Linked DNA regions of Sus scrofa: regions 1 and 3 are each linked to region 2. Evidence: chromatin contacts called from public Hi-C and HiChIP or PLAC-seq data. All regions are on one chromosome and are shown on one strand. The core of a region is the stretch at or near the end of the contact, and the rest is flanking DNA. Distances in the headings are between cores, read along the strand shown.

Region 1 (3,314 bases), core at 231-2,730, 210 kb before region 2:
AGCCCAGTCCCTTTCCAAATTGTCACAAATGCCAACAGAATAATAGAGAAACGGCAGTGAGAGATACCATAGGAGAAATATTCAGCTGATCGGGGAGATAGGCTCAGAATCTAAAAAAATGGGGAGAGAAGCTGGAAATGATTGCTTCTTCCTGGGGAAATTCCTTCTGAAATTTTTATTAAACCCTGAGGTCAGAGCTGTTGTTTTTAAAGTCCGAGGAACTGGATTACAAGAACCTCAATATACCAACGAATGCCTGAAAATACTTGGCATCCAAAACCACACTTGCAGAATATGAATTTTTCCCACCCCAAGGGGACAGATCACTATTGATCATCTCATCAGGATGAAGCGCTGAGAAACAGCTGGGTCTGTTTTCCCCCTTAGACCAATGAAGGAGAGACTTCTCCCACCCACACGGCTCCGTGATAGCGTGCCACGCTGTGTAAATGGAGGGGCAGAGGGGATAGAGCATTCACCGTGGGAAAAAATAGTCCAGACAGTGGAAAGATCCAGCAGGAGTTCCTGTTGAGGCGCAGCAGAAACGAATTTGACCAGCAATCCATGAGGATGTAGGTTCCATCTCTGGCTTCACTCAGGGAGTTAAGGCTCTGGCTTTGCGGTGAGCTGTGGTGTAGGTGGCGGGCGCATCTCGGATCCGGTGTTGCTCTGGCATAGGCCGGCAGCTGCAGTTCCGATTCATCCTCTAGCCTGGGAACTTCCATGTGCCACAGATGCAGCCCTAAAAAGACCACACACACACACACACACACACAAATCCACCAGATAGCAGATGGGTCATCAAAACTATATAGTCTTTTCTTCTCTAATGGTCGCGAGCCATGACTGTGAGGGCTGCTGTTTTAATGAGGGAAGGTGAAATTGATCATGGTTATGGATTTATGCAAACGGCACCCTCTCCCCAGCCTTTAGAACCAGACTGAAAATCAGAGTTACCATTTATGAAGCCCCCACACTGTGTCAGGAGTAACAACCCTACAAAGGATAGACACTGCAGATGCTCAGGGCCTCCCAGCTACCAAGACAATGACGGGGCAGGATCCACCCACACCTCTGACAGCAAGACCCACCCTTGTCATGCTACCAGGTTCACGCAGTTGCTGAGCTCTTGGTGACACAGACCTTCCAGGAAGGAGCAAGGCGGCCTCTGAGCTGGGAGCCTCTCAAAAATGTTTCCTTTGCTTTTAGTTCGCAGAAGGCGCCTTGTTGGACGGGCTCTACTGGAAGACACAGCCCAGCAACGGAACGGAAGCCCATAACCGAAGCTTCATCTACTACGAGAACCTTCTGTTAGGGGTTCCTCGTATACGGCAGCTGAGAGTCAGAAATGGATCCTGTTCCATCCCCCAGGACTTGAGAGATGAGATTAAAGAGTGCTACGACGTCTACTCCGTCAGCAGTGAGGACAGGGCTCCATTTGGTCCAAGAAATGGAACCGCGTAAGTGTCGGTGGCTCTGGCCGCGGGCCCTGGCCTCTCAGAGATGCTCCGACCTTTCATTCTCCAGCCCCTTCCCCAGGGAGGAGATGCTGCCAGTGCTTATTGTTAAGGCTCTGGCCAAACGTCAGTGTCCCAGGTTTTCTACACCGTCTACCCCCTTTCAGCTTCTGCGTACGTATTTTGCAAAAGGCTAAATCATTGCCTCTGTGACCCGTAGGAAAGAAGCTTCTTGAGCTTTCGAAGGTTTGAAGGTTTACGAGGCCTCCATCCTGTTTCTATAGATGCAGTCACATGGTTCGCTAGGTTGTCACTGGAAAAGTTTCTGGGACAGAAATTCTTTTTTATCGGCGCTTAGAAAGAAATTTTGTGTTCAGAGTCCAGTTATTTAAAGTGTATGGTAAGCGTGTGAGGCAGGCGTCACTGTCTGGTTTAACGTCTGTCCTCAGACGTGTGTTTGTGATTTTTGAGCGCGCATCTGCATTGTGCGTGTTGGCAGGCATTTGGGCTGCTCTTTGGTAACCATACTTAAAACATCTTGTGTGTGAAGGAAGACAGTCATTATTTCTGGAGTGACTATAGTTATTATAAAAAAATGAGACCATCTCTCAGGCTGTCCCAAGGAGGACCTTTCAGGCACCTGTCCCGAAGGAGTCACTGTGGTTAGAACTGTCTTTTAAGCTTGGCTGAGCCAGTTCTTTCACCTCTAGATCCCTTTCTCGGGAACTGAGACATGGGAATCCAGATTGGTGAACACACGGTGGGGGGCAAACCCTTTTTCTGATTCAGATTCTTTGCCTGCCATCCAGGACACACCCTTTTTAGTACGCAGCCCTATAAGAAACAAACTTCGTAAACATCAGAAGGTTTAGAGTAAAGAAGCTGAGTCTCAAAAGACGTTTTTTCCAGGTCATGATAGTGATTTTGGTCTCTTGTGCTCCTTTTTCTAGTTTCAGCAAAGCAGTAGCTTGCGCTTATCTCTTAGCGTGTCACCAAAAAGAGATTTATGCAGCCTCTGCGCCCTGCCGGATGCTATTTAAGAACTGAATCTCCTCTACTTTTCATAAAACAACTGTGAAAGGGATCTCAGCTCCGTGTTATAGATGAAAAACAGAGGCTCACTTACCCAAAGTGTCACTGCTAGAAAAGCGAACCAGGCTGGGATGTAACCCGCCTGACTCCAAAACCCCTATTTCTTCTATGTTACTTCTTCCATATGAATTATGTCGCTGGGGTGGCTGCTTCTGCCCTCCGCTTCCCATCAGAATTCAGGATTCTCGAGGGCGGGGACCCTGCTTTGTTCACTGCTGTATTTCTGAGGCTTCGAACAATGCCTGGAACATCCACTATCTGTTGGATGCACAGTGAGTAAGTGATTCCTTCTGCAGGCTGGGCTGCAAAAGGGATTCTTCCAGTGTGTATCTAAAGCATCCCTGGTCTTGCCAGGCTCTGAGGTACTCCCATTTCGCCTTCCCTTCAACCCCAGACCTCTCAAAGCATAGTCTTCACTGGCCACCGCCCTACCGTCAATTCACCCCTTCAAGCTTAAGCCCTGGCTGTCGACATCTCTCTTGGAAGCTGCCAGCAGTTTTGTTCAGTTTGCTGATCCGAGGAATGATCGGCCTTCCCAGCCTCCTCCTCCTCAGCCTCTCTGCAGGATGCAGCTGTCGATTGCTTGTGCTTTTGTCTCTGATGAGTGACCCTGAACTTGGAGTTCTCTTAATTCTGCCACCTCCTCCTTCTCTTTTGTGCCCTGATTCCATCAGATCCCTGTCTTGTCTTTCTTTTTTGCGGGGGGGAGGGAGACAAACCTGCAGCATATGGAAGTGCCTGGGGCAGGGATCGAATCCAAGCCTC
Region 2 (3,157 bases), core at 14-2,513:
AGGCCAGGGATCAAACCCGCATCTTCATTAACCACTGAGACACAAAGGGAACTCCAACTTGGGTCATTTTTATATGTATCTCAGAATAAATCTTCTCTTGTCATCTCTGTTTAATCAGAGAAAAATCATAAAATTGTAAGATGAACAAAACAATACAAAAACCTGAACTATCTCCAACTACTCATCTGAATCAGATTTTTCTCAATACTGTATGACCAAATGCAGAAATAAATTTATTTCAGAGGCTTTCTGCAACTATAATAAACCCTTCTCACAATATTTCTGTGCTCATCAAAAATACTGTTTTTATTGACTGACTTCCTAATAGTAAATGTGTACATTTTAATATATAAATATTAATAAATATATTTTAATATATTGGAGTTGTGCATTTATTTTATTTTTATTTTTTTTTATTTTTGTCTTTTTGCTATTTCTTGGGCTGCTCCCGCGGCATATGGAGGTTCCCAGGCTAGGGGTCGAATCAGAGCTACAGCCACCAGCCTATGCCAGAGCCACAGCAATGCTGGATCCGAGCCCGCGTCTGCGACCTACACCACAGCTTACGGCAACGCCGGATCGTCAACCCACTGAGCAAGGGCAGGGACCGAACCTGCAACCTCATGGTTCCTAGTCGGATTTGCTAACCACTGTGCCACGACGGGAACTCCATGTGCATTTATTTAAAAAAAAATTTAACTGTTTCTGGTGTGAAGAAAAAAAAAATCTAGGGATTTCCCATCACGGCTCAGCATGTTATGAACCCAGCTAGTATTCATGAGGACGCACACAGGTTCAATCCCTGGCCTCACTCAGTGGGTTAAGGATCTGGCATTGCTGTGAGCTGTGGTGTAGGTCCCAGTTGCATCTGGGATCTGGTGTGGCTTTGGCTGTGGTGTAAGCCGGCAGCTATTCAACCCCTAGCCTGGGAAATTCCATATGCCGCAGGTGTGACCCTAAAAAAGCAAAAGCAAAAAAAAAAAAAAAAAATCTAATTCTCCTGGGCAACAGGTGTTACAAAAAGATTAAGCTTAACTACATTTTTACTAGTAGGATGTTTAGAAATACATTTGGTTTAAAGTAGCACTTTGTTATCATTCCCTGAGGCTCCCATGAAGGTAGATGGGATTTTACTTAGACAGCAAACGTTTATCTTCAAAAAACCATTTTTTAAAAAATCAGATGTTCCATTTCCTCCTTTACCCAACATTTATAGAAACATAGAGTGTTCTTTCTCTCTTCCTCTTTCCTGTTGGCTGGAATCCAAACATGACTGGAGTTCCCATCACTATTTTGGAGCACGAGATGACTGAGCATAGAAGCTACATGTGGCAAAGCAACAACATAGAAGGAATGAGAGTTCCTGAAACCCTGGAATTACTACACTGTCTCTGGAATGTCTACCTCTGGGTTTCTTGAACAAGAGAGATAAACACCCATCCTGTTTTATATCACGGTCTTACAACTAAACTTAACTGTAATGAGTAGACTGAGATCACAGTAGTGCTACAGAGGGAGCAGTAGGCCAAATCTCTGAGTTTGGAAGTGCTTGGCATCTTCAGGGCGCAGCAAGGTAATCGAGCTAAGGTATCAGTAATGAGAGGGAGACATGGAGGAGACTGGGAGGTAAATGCAGAGGCAGATGGTATAGGGTTCGTTGATGCTTTGAGCTTTTGTTTGTTTGTTTTTCTTTTTATGGCCATACTTTCAGCATATGGAAGTTCCCGTGTAAGGGGTTGAATCAGAGCTGCAGCTGCTGGCCTGTGCCACAGTCACAGCAACAGGGGATCTGAGCCACATCTTTGACCTATGCCACAGATCAAGGCAATGCCAGATACTTAACCCACTGAGCAAGGCCAGGGATCAAACCCGAATCCTCACGGATACTAGTCACATTTTTAACCCACTGAACCACAATGGGAACTCTTGAGCATGTATTTGGATGTAGAAAACCAGTGGAGGGCTTTGAGAAGAAAAGTGACTTGATTGATTTATATTTTAAAAGAATTCCTTGGCAGAGAATAGACTGATGCTAATATATTAAATCCATACAATGGGAACATAACTATTACAGTATTCTCTATACTTCTTTTATGTGTTTAAAATATTCTAGTGTTGATCTTAAAAATGAAAGTCAGCTATTTTACTGGCAAAATAAATGGACTTACCTGGGAATAGCAGAGAATTATAAAACAAAATGGACCAAAATGGCAAATACCATAGGCAAGTCCAATGAACAGAGGAAAGGAACATTATTTTACATAGAAAATAGGAGAAGTTGGGAGAGGTAGTTTAGAATCAAAGTCCATTGAAGAAAAGTGAGAATTTGAAGTGATGACATTTTCTCATTGGCTGAGTCACTAGCGTAGTGGGTATTTTTTTTTTTAATATTTATTTATTTATTTTGTCATGTTAGGGCCACACCTGCTGCACATGGAAGTTCCCAGGCTAGGGGTCGAATCAGAGCTGCAGCTGCCAGCCTACACCACAGCCACAGCAATGTGGGATTCAAGCCACATCTATGGCCACAGGTCACAGCAATTCTAGATCCCCAACCCACTGAGTGAGGCCAGGGATTGAACGCACGTCCTCATGGATACTAGTCGGGTTTGTTACCCCTGAGCCACAACAGAAACTCCTTAATTTTTATTTATTTAGTTAGTTTTTTAGGGCCACACCCAAGGCATATGGAGGTTCCCCGGCTAGGGGTCGAATCAGAGATGTAGCTGCTGGCGTACACCACAGCCATAACACCAGATTCTAGCCGCATTTTCGACCTACACCATAGCTCCAGGCAACACCAGATCCTTAACCCACTGAACAAGGCCAGGGATCGAACCCGCCACCTCATGGTTCCTAGTCAGATTTGTTTTCGCCATGCCACAAAGGGAACTCCTTAATTTTTAATTTTATCTTTTTCTTTTTATGGCCAAACCTGCAACATGTGGAAGTTCCTGGGCCAGGGGTGGAATTGGCGCTGCAACTGCAGGCCTACAACCACAGCTCACAGCAACATCAGATTCTTAACCTGCTAAGCAAGGCCAGGGATCAAACCTGCATCCTCACAGAGACGTTAGAGTCTTAACCCATTGAGCCACAAGGGGAACTCTGAGGGTGGGTTTCTTAGAGGAAGATGCAATGTACACCTTCTCCTACT
Region 3 (2,951 bases), core at 7-2,506, 230 kb before region 2:
GCCCTAGAAGAAAAAAATGTATACACACACACATATGTGTGTGTGTGCGCATATATATATTTATAAATATGTATACATATAAAAATATATATACCTTATACACACACACATAGAAGAAGGTTTTGAAAATTCACTAAATCAAGATACGGACATTAAATGTTAACCTTTAAGCTGGCAGAAGCCTCCACAGGTGTCGAAGCATCAACGTGACACAAGCAGGTTTGGTTCTGGAAACACAATTTGGAAACAGTGGGGACCCCAAAGTGAAGGATGATGGTGGAACTGACAGACTAAAACAAGCCATCGGGGTTCTGGGCTACATTACTGCCAATGGGAATAAGCAACAGAGGTCCTATCAGGGAGACATTTGTGGGGCAGAAGTAACACAAGTCGGGGGAAATGATGTGGAGGAGAAGAGGAGAAAGGTGAGGCAACCCTGCAGAAGTGGGAGTGAGGATGCCTCAGATCTCACCTGGGGATACAGGAGGTGAGGCAGGCTGGAAAGAAGAGGGGGAAGGATAAATTTAGTTTGGGATGGGTGCAGTTGGAGACAGCTGCCAAGCATCGAGCTGGATGTGCTCCACAGAGCGGGAATTAAGCGCCGGAGCTCGGACCTGGCATGCGATTCTGTTACTCCCAGGTCAGTCCCGGCTGCAGCAGATGCGGTGGTGGGAAGGGGACGGCTGAGATCACGCGGAGCACCAGCGATCCGAGAGCCCCAAGGCCGAATCCTTGCGGTTCCCACAATGTGTGGAGAGAGGAGCCAACCAAAGATTAAAGAAACCATCCGAAAGGCAGCAGAGTCGGGACGAGGAGGGCCGCCAAGCGCCAAGTTAGTCAGCGTTAGGGGCTAGTTGGTCGTTTTCAAGTCAAAGCTTTCCTTTGCCTCCGCTGCAGACCAGCGCAGGCTGGGTTTCGCCTGTTCGCACCACCGTCCCCTAAAATGGTTCACCCCTCTCCCCGCACTTTGGTAAATCGAGGCAGAAGTGGCTGGGTGGGGGGAACGGAGACCCAAGCCTTATTTCAGGGTCGCGCAGCCAGGGACAGCTCCAGAAGCCCTTGGCTCGCGGGTGGACGGACGGCTCGGCGAGTCCCTCCCCGCCCGAGCCCTTCCACCCGAAAGGAATGCGGCCGCCCGCGCCCGGGCTCAGGCTGCACTTGGAACGCGGACCCGGGCGCCGCGCGCCGAGCGCGCGGACCACGGGGGCGGCTGCCTTGCGCCTCCCCCTGCAGCGCGCGGCGGCCGCCGGGCGAGGCGAGGCGAGGGGGAGGCGGGCCGAGGGGGCGGGCGAGGGACGCGGGACCGCGGGGAGGTCGGGGGCGGGGAGCAGGAGCCGCGGGCCCCGGGAAGAAAAGAACATGGCTCCTGCAGCGGGCAGCGCCGAGCGGGGCACCGGGCGAGGGCGCGCCTGCAGCCAGTGACCGCGATGGTGAACTCGAGCCGCGTGCAGCCGCAGCAGCCCGGGGACGCCCAGCGGCCGGCGGCGCCCCGAACGGCGGGCCCCGGGCGGCTGATGGCGGGCGGCGGGGCCGCGGGCGCTGGCCTCGCGGCCCCGGGCGGCCTCCGCGAGCAAAGGGGCCTGGAGATCGAGATGGAGCGCATCCGGCAGGCGGCCGCGCGGGACCCTCCGGCCGGAGCCTCGGCCTCTCCCTCTCCTCCGCTCTCGTCGTGCTCGCGGCAGGCGTGGAGCCGCGACAACCCCGGCTTCGAGGCCGAGGAGGAGGAGGAGGAAGACGAGGTGGAGGGAGAAGAAGGGGGCATGGTAGTGGAGATGGACGTGGAGTGGCGCCCGGGCAGCCGGAGGTCCGCAGCCTCTTCGGCCGTGAGCTCCGCGGGCGCCCGGGGCCGGGGGCTGGGGAGCTTCCACGGCGCCGGCCATCCGAGCGGGAGGCGGCGCCGGCGAGAGGACCAGGGCCCGCCGAGCCCCAGCCCGGCCGGCGGCGGGGACCCGCTGCACCGCCACCTCCCCCTGGATGGGCAACCGCCCCGAGTGGCCTGGGCCGAGAGGCTGGTTCGCGGGCTGCGAGGTAAGCGCGCGGGACCCGCAGCGGCTGATGCACGAACCAGAACCGCGGGCGCCGCGGGAGCCATCGCCCGCCGGGGCAGCTTTCCGGGGGCTCCACCTCGCGTACCCATTGCGTCCCCGCCTCCCCTGGAAGCGCCTTCCCCACCTCTGCTAAAGCTGCTCTATTTCCGGTGCCCATCGCTGAATTCCAGGGCGCCCTTGTTGGTGCAAACTTATTGGATACCTCCTTCTTCTAAAGGAAGACGTGCCTGCTTATCTTTACCTTTGGAAATAGTGAAAGCCGTAGTAGAGTGAAAGGGTACATCTGGAGATTTTTTTTTTTTTTTCTTGTTAGGGAAAAGAAAAACAGACTAATACAGATGGTGGTTGCAAGCACATATTTGCTCATTTTACCTAATTTTCTACCTAGTAGAAAAATTTGTCCTAGTACCCATGGTCTTCCGCCGGCCTGGATGCCCTAGTGCCCCTTATCCGATTCTGGAAAGGGTAGGCAGTTCAGCGGGAGGAGGGCCATTGAGTAGTTATTGATGGTTTGGTGTTGTGCACGGTTGTTTGCGGGAGAGGGAGCTGTTTTTTGAGAACACCACGAATAGGATAAAATAATGTCTGTTATTTGGCCTGCAATTCTAATTCTTTGTCTAAAATAGTTGCAAAGTGAATGTTAACGTTGTTAAGGATGTTTTTCAATAACTGACGTTCTTTGAAATTCCGGTGAAACAGTGACGTCATCAGATACCACCTGTGGGTAGATGTGTCGAGTTCAGTGCACCCAACCCGCCAAAAGGCAGCAGAGGCATTTTGGAATTTACCAGTGCCTGTTAACAGGACACAGTTTTTCCAAGAGCAGATGGGAGCCTGTTTTTGCAAAGTTTTGTCAGAGGCATCCTTGGAAACGAGTTGCATTGGCTCTTTCCATCCAAATGA

What was found. Hi-C and Micro-C count contacts between places; a contact is called where the count stands out from the background. HiChIP or PLAC-seq counts read pairs in DNA pulled down with a chosen protein or histone mark.
Region 1: a Hi-C map of retroperitoneal adipose tissue shows a contact between it and region 2, with 2.2 times the contacts expected there. The contact joins two enhancer-like sites. A contact is called at or near these places in 1 of 5 promoter capture datasets (fetal liver), 13 of 47 Hi-C or Micro-C datasets (alveolar macrophages, blood, epiblast stem cells and 7 more) and 2 of 2 datasets of contacts at active chromatin or transcription factors (alveolar macrophages and skeletal muscle).
Region 3: an H3K27ac HiChIP or PLAC-seq map of alveolar macrophages shows a contact between it and region 2. The contact joins the promoter of PKD2 here to the enhancer-like site in region 2. A contact is called at or near these places in 1 of 5 promoter capture datasets (fetal liver), 8 of 47 Hi-C or Micro-C datasets (blood, epiblast stem cells, fetal heart ventricle and 5 more) and 2 of 2 datasets of contacts at active chromatin or transcription factors (alveolar macrophages and skeletal muscle).

What each region holds. Positions count from the first base shown.
Region 1 is chr8:131,035,212-131,038,525 of Sscrofa11.1, reverse strand. It overlaps PKD2 (polycystin 2, transient receptor potential cation channel), which reads left to right. Exons shown (of 15, transcript NM_001245979.1): 4 at 1,210-1,460. Among named protein-coding and RNA genes, the nearest start is that of PKD2, 22 kb to the left of the region's middle. Within about 2 kb of position 1,480, at least 2 of the 83 cell types and tissues checked have an H3K27ac peak or open chromatin away from gene starts, as enhancers often do. A contact at or near this core is called in retroperitoneal adipose tissue, where this site is marked.
Region 2 is chr8:130,825,692-130,828,848 of Sscrofa11.1, reverse strand. No RefSeq gene overlaps it. Among named protein-coding and RNA genes, the nearest start is that of ABCG2, 26 kb to the left of the region's middle. Within about 2 kb of position 1,263, at least 9 of the 83 cell types and tissues checked have an H3K27ac peak or open chromatin away from gene starts, as enhancers often do. A contact at or near this core is called in alveolar macrophages and retroperitoneal adipose tissue, where this site is marked.
Region 3 is chr8:131,057,237-131,060,187 of Sscrofa11.1, reverse strand. It overlaps PKD2 (polycystin 2, transient receptor potential cation channel), which reads left to right and starts at 1,256. Exons shown (of 15, transcript NM_001245979.1): 1 at 1,256-2,028. The coding sequence starts at 1,428.